Linked DNA regions of Hordeum vulgare: regions 1 and 2 are each linked to region 3. The links are chromatin contacts, called in public Hi-C maps. All regions are on one chromosome and are shown on one strand. The core of a region is the stretch at or near the end of the contact, and the rest is flanking DNA. Distances in the headings are between cores, read along the strand shown.

Region 1 (4,781 bases), core at 829-3,328, 220 kb after region 3:
ACCTACAGTCTAGCAAATTTCAGACATTTCAGAAGCATGCACACTCATTTTACGCAATCAAATTGTGTATCAAAAGGGAACTCGGACATAGGCTATTCATCAGCCTGCAACAGGCAATCAACAAGGAGTGTTGAGATTGACTACTGGGATGGATCTAACATGAAATGCAACTGCTTCTCACAAGACGCAAAAAAATCTGTGCTCGAAAGACAGTGAGAGCTACAACACCACAGAAAGATGCCCCTTTGGAAATGAAATACCCCACTGCCAAAACATACCCTACACATTTTTTTTTCGTCAGCAGCGACATTCCTTCCTCCTAAACGAGGGCTAGAAAAGCAAGAAAGTTAGGAATATAGCTCTTGGCCCAGCAAGACATGAACGGCCCTACTGCCTACTTGCATAATCATGGTCACGGTAAGCTGACTCGATATCTTTATTTCTGAACTCACTTCAGTACACTGAAAATATCAGAGTCAGGACGGTGCTGGGTGAAACATTGGATTCGAAGCAGCATTTTTTATTTTGCAGTGAAGTAAGTACAAATAACAGGCTTGCCCTCTATAAATCACAAGCTGCCAGAAAAACACAATGCAAAGATATCTTGAAGGTGAAATGAGGGGAAGAAGTGCCACAACTTTACATGGCAGGCAAAATTACAAAAGTGTTGTTGGCCCTGGATGGACTGAATTACCACAGCTCCATCTATGGTTGCCTGATTTTCTGGTGTTTAAAAAAGGTTAAAAAAAAAGGCTGTAACAAGAAGAAAATTACAAGAAAGCTCTGAAGATGATGATGGGTAATGATAACACTTGTCTCTTGGTAAACTACCCACAAGGGAAAAGATGAGAAAAGAGTAGTACTAGTTCCAATCCTCCAACCAACCAAATGTTGAATTGCTCCCGCCAATCTGCGAGTGGAACTATATACGCTATACGGGAGGGAGCGGAAAAAAATCAAGAGTTTGCTGGAAAAGCACCGCAGGCGCATCAGTGCTCACTGCACCTTGCTTAACCTTCAGGCGCATCAGGCAGGGAGCAGATGGAGAAATCACGGACGCCGGCCAAAAACACAACGCTTGCAGGCAAGGCAATTCTCGCTCTGAACTCTTCAGCACCAGATGAAGCAAGGAGATACTGGAAACGGGGATGTGCATTAGACTAGCTATGAAAACTGAAGGAAAAGTAGAAGAAGAGGGTATCTGATTCTGATGCAGGAGGGAAAGGGGGATACGATTAAATCTTCTTAGGTAAAAAAAGAAGAAGAGAAGATGACAACTGTTGCAGTAAAAAAAAGAAGAAGAGAAGACCACAGCTGTGGCAGCAATAATCAACATGAAACGGCTGCTGAATCCTCATATGTCCACATTAAAGAGCAGGCGAATGAAACAATTCGTATGGGAAAAGATGAGGCGCACAGTACAGTAGAGTACAGGAACACATCATTCTGAAGTGCGGGTGAAGCAAAGGCAGGGAAAAACAGAGCGCAGAGAGAGAGAGAGAGAGGGGGGGGGGAAGAAGAAACCAGGGGCATACTAGTAGACATCACATACATGTTCTTGGAGCGCTCAATCAAAGGTGGGGGGAATCACGAAATTCTCTCTCTCTCTCTCTCTCTCGGGACGAAGAACAGCTCCGGAACCCGACTCTTTCTCTCTCTGAAACGCAGCACTTTGTCTCTCTCCTTTGGCTCGAGGAAACCTCTCATCCAACCGCATCAATTGCCACCATTAAACAACACAAAAGCGAAGGTGGGGACAAAAGGAGGGGCAATGCGAGCGAGCCTACACAAGAAGAGATTAAAAATAGGATCAGGGGAGGTCTATACCTGGGCTGGGATTGAAGCCGAAGGAGGACCTTCTTCTCTTCTCTTCTCTACTCTACTCTACGACCACCTCAAACCCCTTGGCCTTGGGTGGGTGTGTACAGGACCAAGGAGCCGAAGAAAGATTTGTGGGGAGATGTAGAGAGAGAGAGAGATAGCGTGGGTGGCAGCGGCAGTGGCAGAGGAAAGAGAGAGAGAGAAGAGAGAGAAGAGAGGGGAGGGGAGGGGCAAGGCAACAACGGTCAAAAGACTGGAAAGGGGGGGAGGTCGCCGAAGGAGGAGGAGGAGAGGGAGAGAGAAAAGCGGGGTCGGATGAATTGGGGTATGACCCTACGCTTGCTGTTATTTCCCAATAATGCCCTACTCATTCATTTCCCCTCTTTTTTTAGGGGCGCTGCTCATTTATCCCCTGCCAATTTTATCGACGAAACTGGGGCTCAGTGGAGTAGGTCTGTTTGTGCAATTGAGGGAAATTCCGCCTTGGAGAACTGTCTTTTCTCACACTGGGATCTTGACATTTTTCTTTTTGTTACTGCCATTACAGAGAGAGAGGGCGGTGGTGGGTGGGGGTGTCTTTTTTTAACTGGTAAAGAAATGTGATGATGTGTGTGGAAATTCATGGCGTTTGGAGGTATGCAATGCGACAGCAGCACTACGCAGATTAGGAACTGAAGTATGACCGTGACCACGGGTTTTGGATCCTTGTGGGTGAGGGAGTGGGAGGATGCCCTGCGATTTCCAGGCTTCAATTCGGTGCATTAGTAGTTGGAGATTTGGTGTTATGGGTGGCGGTTTTAATCGTGATGAAAAGGCCAAAAGGCCAGCTGCCGCATGCGCGGCATTTGCAGCACGAAGAAATTCGGATGGCTCATGCAAATTAGAGTAAATTAATTTCTTGCGGATCGAAAAGCTCTAGGGCGCGTTTGTGTTCATGCAAATTACATTAATTTCTTGCGGATCGAGGAGTTGTATGCGTTTGTGTTCATGCGAATTAATTGGCTTCCCGCGAATCAAAGAGTTGCATGTTTTTGTTCATGCCAAACAAACCAAGCTTCTGGCCTAAGTATTGTGGCGTGATCAAGTCGGTTCGTGCATGCATGCCGCTCTACGCGCCTCACGCTTCTCACGTTCCCTAGCTACTACTAAATACAAGTCTTTTAAGATATTTCACTAGAAGTCTACATACAAAATAAAATAAGTGAATCTATATTTTAAAATATGTCTATATACATCCGTATGTAGTCTACTAGTGGAATCTCTAGAAAGACTTATATTTAGGAACAGAAGAAGTAGTTGTAGTTCTAGTTGAGCCAACAAAAACAAAAACAAAACCACAAATATAAAATGAAAAAAACTCAGAAACGCCCACTTTCAATTGCAAACCAAAGAAACCGTCCTGGCCTTCCCCTTCTCCTACGCGTCAAAGGATTATTATTATAAAAAAATAGTAGTTGTAAAAACAGTGTTGAGGGAAAGAAAATAAGTAATCGATGCAGTAGAATATTGTGTTGTGGCACTGCATGTGCCACCTGGCAGCCATGCATGCACATGCATGCGTAAGGTATGAGCCCCACACGCAATATTTGGGCTTGGGAAATAACACAAATCATGGAGGAAAAGTAAGACCGACCCAACCCAACCCAAGAGAATAGAATAGATGCCCTTCTTTCTTTTGTGGCTTACTCAATTTCAGATGAAGGTTCGTTTATGCCCGTGGTGTGGCTTGCACTAGGCATACAAAGGAATAATAATCTTACATTGCATGTGTGGTTCTCCCATCTACTACGACCACCTTCTCTTCTTATCTTCCACAGTGCATCCGTCTAACTACTTGCTCTGTTCACAAATATAAGTTGTTTTGGATGTCTTAAACGGACTGATCCTCGAAATACACCATCATCTTTCGGAGTGCGCAGTCAATATTATGTTATATTCAAAGAAACAAGTCAAAGAATAAAGGCTTCGTCCTGGTTTCGGCTTTATTTTGACTCCTTGTAGGGGCTCATGACAGTCCTGAACAATATATAGACTGAAATAAACAAATAAAACACAGTAAAGCTCGTATCTGTATACGTCTGGTTTCAAGAAAAAATAGAACATATGGTGAATTGTAGCACCGAAAGTAAGAAAATAATATCACGGCATGGACGCACCATCCTCTCCACGTAAACGGTATGAGCCTATGGCCGAACGCGGCGACGGCGGCGACGAACACAACAAGAAGGTTCCGTACGTGCACCCATGACAGGTGCACGGTAAAAAGAAGCTTGGTCTATCTCGCAAAAAGAAAATTAGTTTTCTTAGGACATTTGGGACATGACACGACGCATGGTATTTCTCTTCTGGCAGAGAAGAATGTTTTCTTTTCCTTTTTTTCACTCCCAAAAGCGGCGTAGAAAGTCTCTTCCATCGTATGGATGCGGATGGAGATGGAGAAGAGAGCATGCATGCATGGGAGTTTTCAAAAAGATAAAGCTCGGCTTGTTTGTTTAGCATGCATCTGCATGCTTGTCTCAGAAGAGCAACGAAAAAAGGAAAGCAAAAGGAAGAGGTGAAAGATTCCACCGCATGTCATTGCTCCTCGAGCCTTCCTTTATCTTGCCCTAGATGCTTTTAGATTGGTGCCTCCCCGTTCATCCAAAACCCATACCCCATAGGTCGACAAACAAACCGTGATCCTTATTTGTCTTTTATAATCTTTTTCCCAAAAGGAAACTAGGCAGGATAAAAATGATGTTCGCTGAAAGAAAAGATGGCCCCTCTTTTCACCCCGTTTCCTCACTTGAAAGACGGCCTTTTTGATCGGTTATTATCTCTCCCATGATCATCATTACAGAGCTGTGCAGATGAATGATCATGCGCCTTCGGATAGTACGTACTATATAGATTATCCAAGCGAAAATTGAGAATGGAAAAACTAAACAAATATAGTCTTTCAGAACTGCCCGTCTAAACTC
Region 2 (4,284 bases), core at 47-2,546, 140 kb after region 3:
TTTTACCTCCAGTAGCATTTCCATGACCTCTGGTCAATTATTGGAGAGAGGCTCCATGTAACTAGTTCTCATTTTTACCCTTGAATAACCATTTTTACCTCTCTTATCCTACTTCTGGTTAAGCCAAATCCCCCACCTCTTTCCAGAAGGTCCCTAGAATCCCAAGGCATCATTTCAAACCAAGTTGTGGCATGCTCATGTGGGGAAAATGAGCAGCACATCTACAAGTTGATTTCTGGCTGAATTGTAGCCTTGTACAACAAGTACTAGCTACCCTCCTCTGATTGAGCTCAAACTTGGTAGCGTTGTAGTCCTTGCATAGCTAACACTGCCAGACATAAGTATTCCCCAAGACTCCCCACTTGAGACCCACTTTCCTTAACTCTAAGTTTGTTGTTGCAAACTTAACCTCAGTCAAACCCCCACCTAACCAGCCCCAGATGCAACCAAAATCCAAAGCCTCCTTCTTGCATGTGTGCACTAGGTGTTGGACACCTTTGACTGGTCAAGTTGCTGGTGTAGGCACAGGTGGCCATGGTGACCACCACCCTCGCATGCAAAACTGGTGCTCTACACCCTAACCTTTCCCCACAGCTCGAATAAGGCAGCCACAACTTCGCACAGGAGGTCACAACATCTCTTTTTGACCGTTCCAAGCACTCCCCATCATCGGCTAGCCTCCAAGCTCCATGTGGGGTGCGTGGCATCCATGCACGAGGAAGCTCCAAAGAGCTCCCGAGCTTTCTCCCCTCTCCCCTCTTATCTCCTCTCTCCCCGAGCCTCTGCTTCTCTTGCATCTCTCCCCTCTCCCTTGGGCTCCTCCTGAGCATCTCCCCTTCTCTCCCTAGCTTCCTCCTCTCCCCCCATGGCCTCCATGGCCAGGTTCGGCCTTGCTCAAGTTCGGGCGCCCCCAAGCCCCTTCTCTCCCTTGGGGATCGTCGGGACCTCCGTGGGATAGAGCTGGCCTCTCCCTCGCACCATTTCTCCTTCCCATCGACCGCTGCGCCATCCTCCCCGGCCGCCAGCGCCAGCTCCTCCGCGACCAAGATCCCGCGCGCCTTGGAGCTCTCTGGCGGGGGCAAACAAGCCACGCCGGCGGGCCTCCTCGCCCCGCACGCGCCGGTGGCCGGACCGACGTCAGGGACAGCCGGAGCCGCCAGGGCCTGAGTCGGGCGTTGCTCTGCCCCGCCTCCCCTGCATCTCCCTATCGAGCGGGAGGTTAGGGACGATCCTGACGCGCGGGCACCGCCTGCTAGTGACCGGCCGAGAGGCCCACGCGGTTAAGTGGAGACGGCCTTCGATCATAGTCCTTTTCTCATGCGGAAGGCGCCCTACCAAAGTACGCCTTCGGCGTGGCCGCTTCGCTGGCTAGCTCGCGCGGCTGGGCCGGCCCATCTGCCTAACAGCCGCCTGAGCACAGGATAGCCTCTGTTGCTGAGCCTTTTATCATTTTCCCTTTTTGCAGAAACTTCGAAATTCTATAGAAAAATCATTCTAACTCCAAAAATGTTGATTCAAATTTATGCAGGTCCCTAAAATCAAGGCCTATGCAAATATGTGCTTTGCACATTTTACAAGCAATTTGATGTTATGTTATTATTCAAATACAGATTTGGATATAATTAGCCCACCTTCCAAAAACATCCTATAGGGTTCAGATCAACTCCAAATGGAGTGATTCCAATTTCCAGATCCTTCTAACATCATACCCTATTTTTAGAGCATTGGTCAACATTTTTATCTTGCATATTTCAGATGCAATAAATAAATAGCTCCCTTTTGCTATTTATCCAGTATTAGAAAATCCCTAGAATATTCACCTCAACGCCAAATCTAGTGAAACTACTTCCTAAATATTTCTAAAATTATGCTCTATTAAATGATTGCCTCGACTCATTTTTATCATGATATTTTATATGGATCACCTATTCTTCCTTTCATCCATTCAAAATTCCCTGATGATCCATATCTCCTATAGCAAGCTTCAGGTATTTTTCTTATGACCAAAGAGGTCCAAGAAAAATAAAACCTCCATTTATACATCACTTTTGTTCTGCTTGCTGTGTAGTTGACTGTGTTGTTTCCGACGTTAGTTGACACAGTACTCAGAGTTGGACCGGAAGACCTCGAAGCAGTGGCGAAGCCACGTTTGTAGCTGTGTAGTCATATGACTACACATGAAATTGGTAAATCAAGTCACTATAGGCAATGCATATTACACCACTGAACAAACTACTTCAGGAAGTTGATTACACAAGCTAATTTGACATCACAAATATTGGATCCTGGCACCGCCACTGCCTCGAAGAACCTGAGGGACTAAGAGAGCAAAGGCCAGAAGCCCTTTGACCATGTTTGAGCATATGTTATATTGCATGCTAGTAGAGAAAATATTTCCATTGCATATGATCATAAGTATCGGTAAACCATTGAAGTGATTTTACCGATGGCATGATCCTACCACCTATGAGGGTCACGCTTATATCATGTTGACAAGTAGCTAAGCATAATAGTAGAATGAGCATGATGATGGTAAATATCAAAGGTTTATAAAAAACTCGTCGGGTGCCACTAATGCCCGAGGGTGATGATGAGTTAGGTGGCCACTTTTGGTGAAGTGGTGCACCGGGTATTTTGGTGTGAGTGGTTTCGGAAATGGGAACAGATTTATGACGTGTCGACCGTCCCAACCTTACATGTGCGACCACGTTACCCCTTTATGGCACGGGGCTTTGTTGATTTCTGGTCGGTGCTAGGAAAGAGCCACATTACTAGTGGCGGGAGTGATGTGTGGTCACTCCCATGACGGGGTCGTGCCAGGTAGGGCGACTATGCCGTTTTGACGTGTTCGGGCACACCGTTGGTCCCCGCATGGATGATACTGTACAGAGTCAATGCTCGTAAGACGTACATCATGTGGGATGGGTACCAATCGTGTCACACCCTGTTTTTGCTATCACTTGTCAGTATTGTGAAATTCTGAGCTTGTTAAAACTTTTTCAGAACTAATGTTGTGAGTGCCATGATTGAGATTGTATACTTGTATGCTTGATCATGTGAGGATTTAAAACCCTAAAGTCTTTGGTATTATACTGATTTCCAAAAACCCTTGCTTATTTCCGACCAAGGTAAAACCACCTTGAGTTGCACTACATGTCCTTGATAGCAAGCAGTGCTTCTACTCATATTTGGTAATCTGATTTTAACCTATCTTTATATTTCAAAACCACAAAAATAATTATTTTTGTGATTATTTTCCGAATTAAATAACCTGTCCATTTCTAAGGCCAGAATTGGTACTCCAACATGGAAAAATACTTTTCTGCTTTAGAAAATCTGATTAAATTTAGAGATGATCAGAAGGACATATATTTTCCATGCATAGGATTTTAAACCCCATTTTATATTATATTTATTGATCAAAACTGTAAAAGATATTTCTGTCTGTTTTGGCATTTTGAAATATTTCCAAAGGAAATATTCTCAATAAATTCCTAGAAAATTTCAGTGATATCCCTAAGCCTTGTTTGGTGTCCACATAAAGTTTCACCTTGATACAAGGTGAATAAGGTCCCCAAATAACCCAAAAACCATGTCTGTCTAGAATCAAGTTAGAGCAACTCTACATAGCAAAGTTTGTCCAATGGTGCTAAAACTTTGCAGGGGTGCCTATTACCTCAAATGAGGGTTCCACACAAAAAAAGGGATTTGTGGGACTTAGTTTGCCCACACTCCCTTTGGAAGGGACAGATCTGGTCATATTGGAGTGTTTTCAAGTTTACAAAGCTAAACCTGTCCTTTGGAGATCAAAATTGGTGAAACTCCATGGTTTACCACCAAACCCAAACCTGTTAAGTTGGAGCACCAGTGATGGGGTGCAACCCCCTTAAGCCACTGTCGAACACCTTCTGCCAGATAGGAAAAAGCCACCTTAGCCACAGCTAAACCAAACCCTGTGCTTCAAACTCATAGATTAAGTGGCCAGCACCTGTGTCTAACCCCACTCAACTGGCCCCTCACTGGTTCAAAGTGGAAAGGCCAAAAACCCCAATTTAGATCTCAGTTCATGACTGACAGCACCAGTATTTCTTGCCTCCCTTGACCAGCCGAAGCTCCCACAAGAACCAAAGGGCTAGCCACACCCCCAGCATATGCCAGGACATGCTAGACACGTCCAAAGTGCCTTAGAGCACACCACCATGCCATGGCATGCCAAAACTATGCTCTAGGCGCGCTACACGGAGTCACCGTGGTGGGGGCGACGCCCTCGGCCAATTCCAGCCT
Region 3 (4,536 bases), core at 638-3,137:
GGTAGACTTCATTCCACAATTATTTACATTGCCATGAGCTCATGAGTAAAGAAGAGAATGAGAAAATACAGATACCGCTCAGAAGAAAAAGAAAAACAGTGTTGGATATTATCCTAAACCTACTGTATGAATGACAGATTTATGTTATATGATCCTAACAAATGGAAATGGTCCAATGGTAAAAAAGAGAAGGATTACACTTACTGACTCAAGCTTCGAGTTCAAATCTTGCACCTTCTTCTCAGCCTTGTTAGCTCTAGCTTCAAGTGTTGTTCTTTGGCTACTTTGTGCTTCGATCTCCTTATTGAGCTTCTCGATCTAGAATAGCAAAGATGAGAAACCACAAGCTCATAATCGAGAATTTCAACTGTTATTTAGCTTTCATCCTCCATACCTGCTTCTCAAGCTCAACAGCCCGAGCAATGGCCTTGCCTGCCTGCTCCTCAGCAGCTACAGAACCCGTTTTCTGCATAAGGAAAAAAAATAAGGCCACAAAGTAACGTTTAAGATACTTTCCCGAAATGATGCTTAGAGTTGAGAAGCATGTCCGTATATCTATCATAATGCATACCTGGAGAGATGTGATCTCGCTCTGCAGAGTAGCAATCTTCTGTGACTTGTCCCCAATGTCCTTCTCCAGCTTCGCGATGCCATCATCCTTGCTCTTCAGGTCCTGGGATCTGTCTGCGATGTCTGACTCTGTAGGACGAAAACAATTAGACCTCACTTAGATGAGGTCACGAGGGTATCTGGTAGGATCATGGTGTGCAAATTCATCTTGCGCAATTAGTAACCGCCAACTGGCAAGGCTTTTGGTGAGATCAGCAAACTTGGCATGCCAAACTTATGCAGGTTAATTTTGCTCTTGGCGGAAACATGTAGTAATAACCAAATACTCGCTCCGTCCCAATTCCCATGATATAAGTGTGTTTTCGACACTACTCTAGTGTCAAAAAGGCTCTAATATTATGGGGCGGAGGGAGTAGTATATATATTGCCTGTAACATACATAGTTGAGCTCTTTAGTGATACTAGCCTCTTATTCCATGTAAAGTTCGCCAATTTTAAAAGAAAAATTCAGGCCAAGAACTAGAGATTTTTTAATGTGAAAGACTCAAATTTACCTCAGCAACCAAGAAAGCACAAGTGCACGATCACACAGTACATATGTAACCAGCCACTAGAGTCAAATGATCCTTCCAAAACGTATTCGCGGGGGAAAAAAAAAAGTCCTTCCAAAAGGTAGCTTCTATACAGTAGAATAGCATTTCATTTCATACGTAAAGGGAAAAGTACAGGCTTTTGCCAAACCAGAAACCATGCGGATTTTGTCAGGGTTGTTACTCTCAACACCCAATCGTGCATCTCAGCTCCCAATCATGCATCGTACGGCGAACCTAGCTCAGAGCACGAATCCGACCAGCCCCGACCCAATCCCCTCACCCGCCCACATATAGAAATACTGATAGTAGTACGATTCGGACGGTGACCGGGGCGAGGAGGGCAGTGGACTGACCTAAGGCGGAGATCTTCTCCCTGAGCTGCGCCAGCTCCGCCCGGAGCGCGGCCGCCTCGGCGGCCTCCTTGACTCCGCCCGCCGCGATCTCCCCGGCCCCCGCCGGGTCCGCCGCCGCCTGCTCCTCCGCGGCCGCCCCGGCGGCGAACACCAGCGCCGCCGCGAGGAGGAGGAGGAGGAACCGCCTCGAGATCCCCATATCGCCGCCTCCTGTAACCCAAAATCCTTCGTTTCTATCGACCGCGACCGCGACCGCCAGGGATGGAAATGGGGGGAGGGGGGACGAGTTCTGTGTGTGTGTGTGTGTGTGTGTGTGTAGTTGTAGAGAGCAGAGAGGCAGTAGCGACGGGCGGCGTAAGGGGGTTGCACGGCTCCTGCTCGTTCGTGCCCCGCGTGTCGTGTCGTGGCGAAGCGCAGGACGGATCTTTCCTTCCGTGCTTTCATAAAAATAAAAATAAAAAAATCTCTCTTTCCATTTCTTTCCCTCCCTTACGCGGGCAGCACGTGACGTGGCACGTGGAGGCCGCGAGGACGGGATGGATCCACATGCCGTGATGGGTCGCTGACCCGGCGGGCCGTGCCGTGCCTGTCCGGTGGCGGTGGATGTTGGATGCCGTCCGGGACAGGTGGGTGGCTCGTGGGGGCGCCCGTATCGGGCACGCCTCGCACGTAGGCTGAGTTGACAGATTTTATGGTTGATAAGCCATCGTAGACACTTGCATCTATGTCTCTCATACCCTTTTCAAACATTTGGGTGGATAGTTTGATCGGTTATAAAAAAAAAAATTCAGACGAAGCTCTCAAACCGACCTCAAACGTTCAGAATAACTCATACCCTTCATTTTTAGTTCAATATGGGATGTATACGGGGAAGCCTGGGCGCACATGGCACGTCCGTCACGCTGGACTCGATAGCCTGACCATACCTTAAATTGCACCAAATCCCCTAAACCGTTCCTCCTCCTTCCGTCGCACGTCAACATTTCCCGCATCCGATCCCTCGCCTTCCGGCACCCTTGCTTTCCATCCTCACCACATGTCCCGATCTGTTGTCGTGATGTCTTCAACCCCTTCCTCGACCGCCACGACGGAGACACGGTCCACCTTGTCCGTCGGCGGGCCTTCCTCCGCTTCGTCTTGCAAGTCGGAGAACATCGCTCGTAAACTGCGCCATCACCGGCAGCAGCAAAGGGAGTTGGCCGTACAGCTACATGTGGGCGTCGTCGGCGAGATGTCTCCCCCAGCGCGCCAGGCTCCCCTTACCCCATCCATGCAAGTGTCGGCGTGAATTGTGTCGTCCGGCATCAACGAGACCGAGGAGGAAGAGGATGAGACGGCCGACTGGACCCTTTCGGAGAGCTTTCGAGACACGCAGGAGTCGTCGATCCAAGAGTGTGAGTCCGCACAGCTCGTTCGGGAGCGGGTGAGCACAGGCAACCCCATCGCGGGGGCTGCCCACAACATGTTCGACGAAACGTCTCAACAAGACCGGGTACGTTTGCTCGTGTTCGATCAAATGATTAATATTTCGTATAGTTCACTAGTTTGCACAAGATGATTGCAAACCTTGAACTGTAGGAGACATACTTGGCAAATATGATCGATGAGAATGAAGATCTGGTCCATGTGGAATATGAAATGGAGGAGACCGACGCATTTGTGATTGGGGCAACATCTGGTCCCAATCCTACCAAGAAGAAGAAGAAGCACAAGACGTCGAAGGAAAGAGGGCTTGCTTTCTCAAGATACGAGGACATCATGTTAATTCAATCTTGGTTGAACACAACATTGGATCCAATAAGTGGCACCGAGCAAAAGGGGAGCACGTATTGGGAGAAAAATTGGAAGGACTATCATGAACGAAATGAGTATGTGGAGCCGCATCCTATCATGAGTGCCCGTAATGTGGCATCTCTCCAACATCGATGGGGTCATACAAGGAGAAGTGAACAAGTACGTCGGTTACTACTCACAAGTGAACAAACGGTCTCAAAGTGGGATGGGAGTGGTAACTCATGTAAGCTCGATCGCCTCATCTTACTGTCATTTTAATATGTTCATGTGTTTTTCATTCTTGTGCTCATACGCATTTTTTATGCTAGGCGGCGGTGGCGGCCACTTTGTATCACGAGGTCAAGAAGAGACCATTTACTTTTAGTCATTGTTGGCTCTTATTGAATGGCAAGCCAAAGTGACAACAAGTTATGGCCGACCTCAAGGACAAAAAAGAGGAATGATGGCTCAAGCTCCCACCAATCCATTGGGTTGGACGATGATGACGACGATGTTGTCGTCGCCAATGGAAAAGTTATCGTGTCAAAGGATAACCGGCTACTCATGGGAACTAAGTGGGAGAAGGCAAGGACCGCGACTACAAAAATGTCGTCCACATGGACGGGCATTTTTTTCGATAAGCGGGAGCAAGAAAGAGGAGAGGTACAAGCTTATGTTGGACTCGTAGAAGGAGAGGATGGAGTAGGATCGGACAAGGGCAGAGGGGCGACTTGGAATTGAGAGGGGGGAGATTGAGTTGGAGAAGCAAGAGGCGACGATCAAATGGGAACTTCAGAACGCCAAGACATTTGGAGACATTGAGCTCGGGAAGGAGAGGTTGCAACTCTCACGCGACGCGGAGGATGCAAAAATCATGCTCGCGGATGAATCTCTTTGGATGAACATGCCAAAAAATGATCTGCGGACAAAAAGAAGAAGATCAACGACCGTAGAACGTTGGAGACGGCCAGGGCGGCTACGACATCGGGAGCGGAACAGAGCTAGGATGCACGCGGTGGAGGCAGCTCGGATGCACGGGACGATCGTTGCTAGGATGCACGCGGAGGAGGCAGCTCGGATGCACGCGGAGGAGGCAGCCCGGATGCACGCGGAGATGGATGCCCAGACGGAGCAAGACGCATGGACGAACTCGTTCAGCAAGTGATCCGACATCACTTGTGGGTCGGATATTGATTTCATTTTGACATGTCCATTTGGTTGAACTATGCCATGCTTGCTTTTGTTTA

The links. Hi-C and Micro-C count contacts between places; a contact is called where the count stands out from the background.
Region 1: a Hi-C map of seedling shows a contact between it and region 3, with 4 times the contacts expected there. The contact joins the promoter of LOC123412886 here to the promoter of LOC123407386 in region 3. A contact is called at or near these places in 4 of 6 Hi-C or Micro-C datasets (leaf and seedling) and 1 of 1 datasets of contacts at active chromatin or transcription factors (embryo).
Region 2: a Hi-C map of seedling shows a contact between it and region 3, with 4 times the contacts expected there. The contact joins the enhancer-like site here to the promoter of LOC123407386 in region 3. A contact is called at or near these places in 3 of 6 Hi-C or Micro-C datasets (leaf and seedling) and 1 of 1 datasets of contacts at active chromatin or transcription factors (embryo).

Annotation. Positions count from the first base shown.
Region 1 is chr7H:188,614,568-188,619,348 of MorexV3_pseudomolecules_assembly, reverse strand. LOC123412886 (nitrate regulatory gene2 protein) reads right to left here and starts at 2,078. Exons shown (of 6, transcript XM_045105848.1): 1 at 1,828-2,078; 2 at 1-2. All of the region lies in intron 2 of LOC123412888 (a long non-coding RNA gene), which reads left to right.
Region 2 is chr7H:188,694,838-188,699,121 of MorexV3_pseudomolecules_assembly, reverse strand. No RefSeq gene overlaps it. Among protein-coding and RNA genes, the nearest start is that of LOC123412888, 62 kb to the right of the region's middle. Within about 2 kb of position 1,296, at least 3 of the 3 cell types and tissues checked have open chromatin away from gene starts, as enhancers often do. A contact at or near this core is called in leaf and seedling, where this site is marked.
Region 3 is chr7H:188,839,448-188,843,983 of MorexV3_pseudomolecules_assembly, reverse strand. LOC123407386 reads right to left here and starts at 1,887. Exons shown (of 15, transcript XM_045100512.1): 1 at 1,517-1,887; 2 at 572-699; 3 at 395-466; 4 at 205-318. The coding sequence starts at 1,715.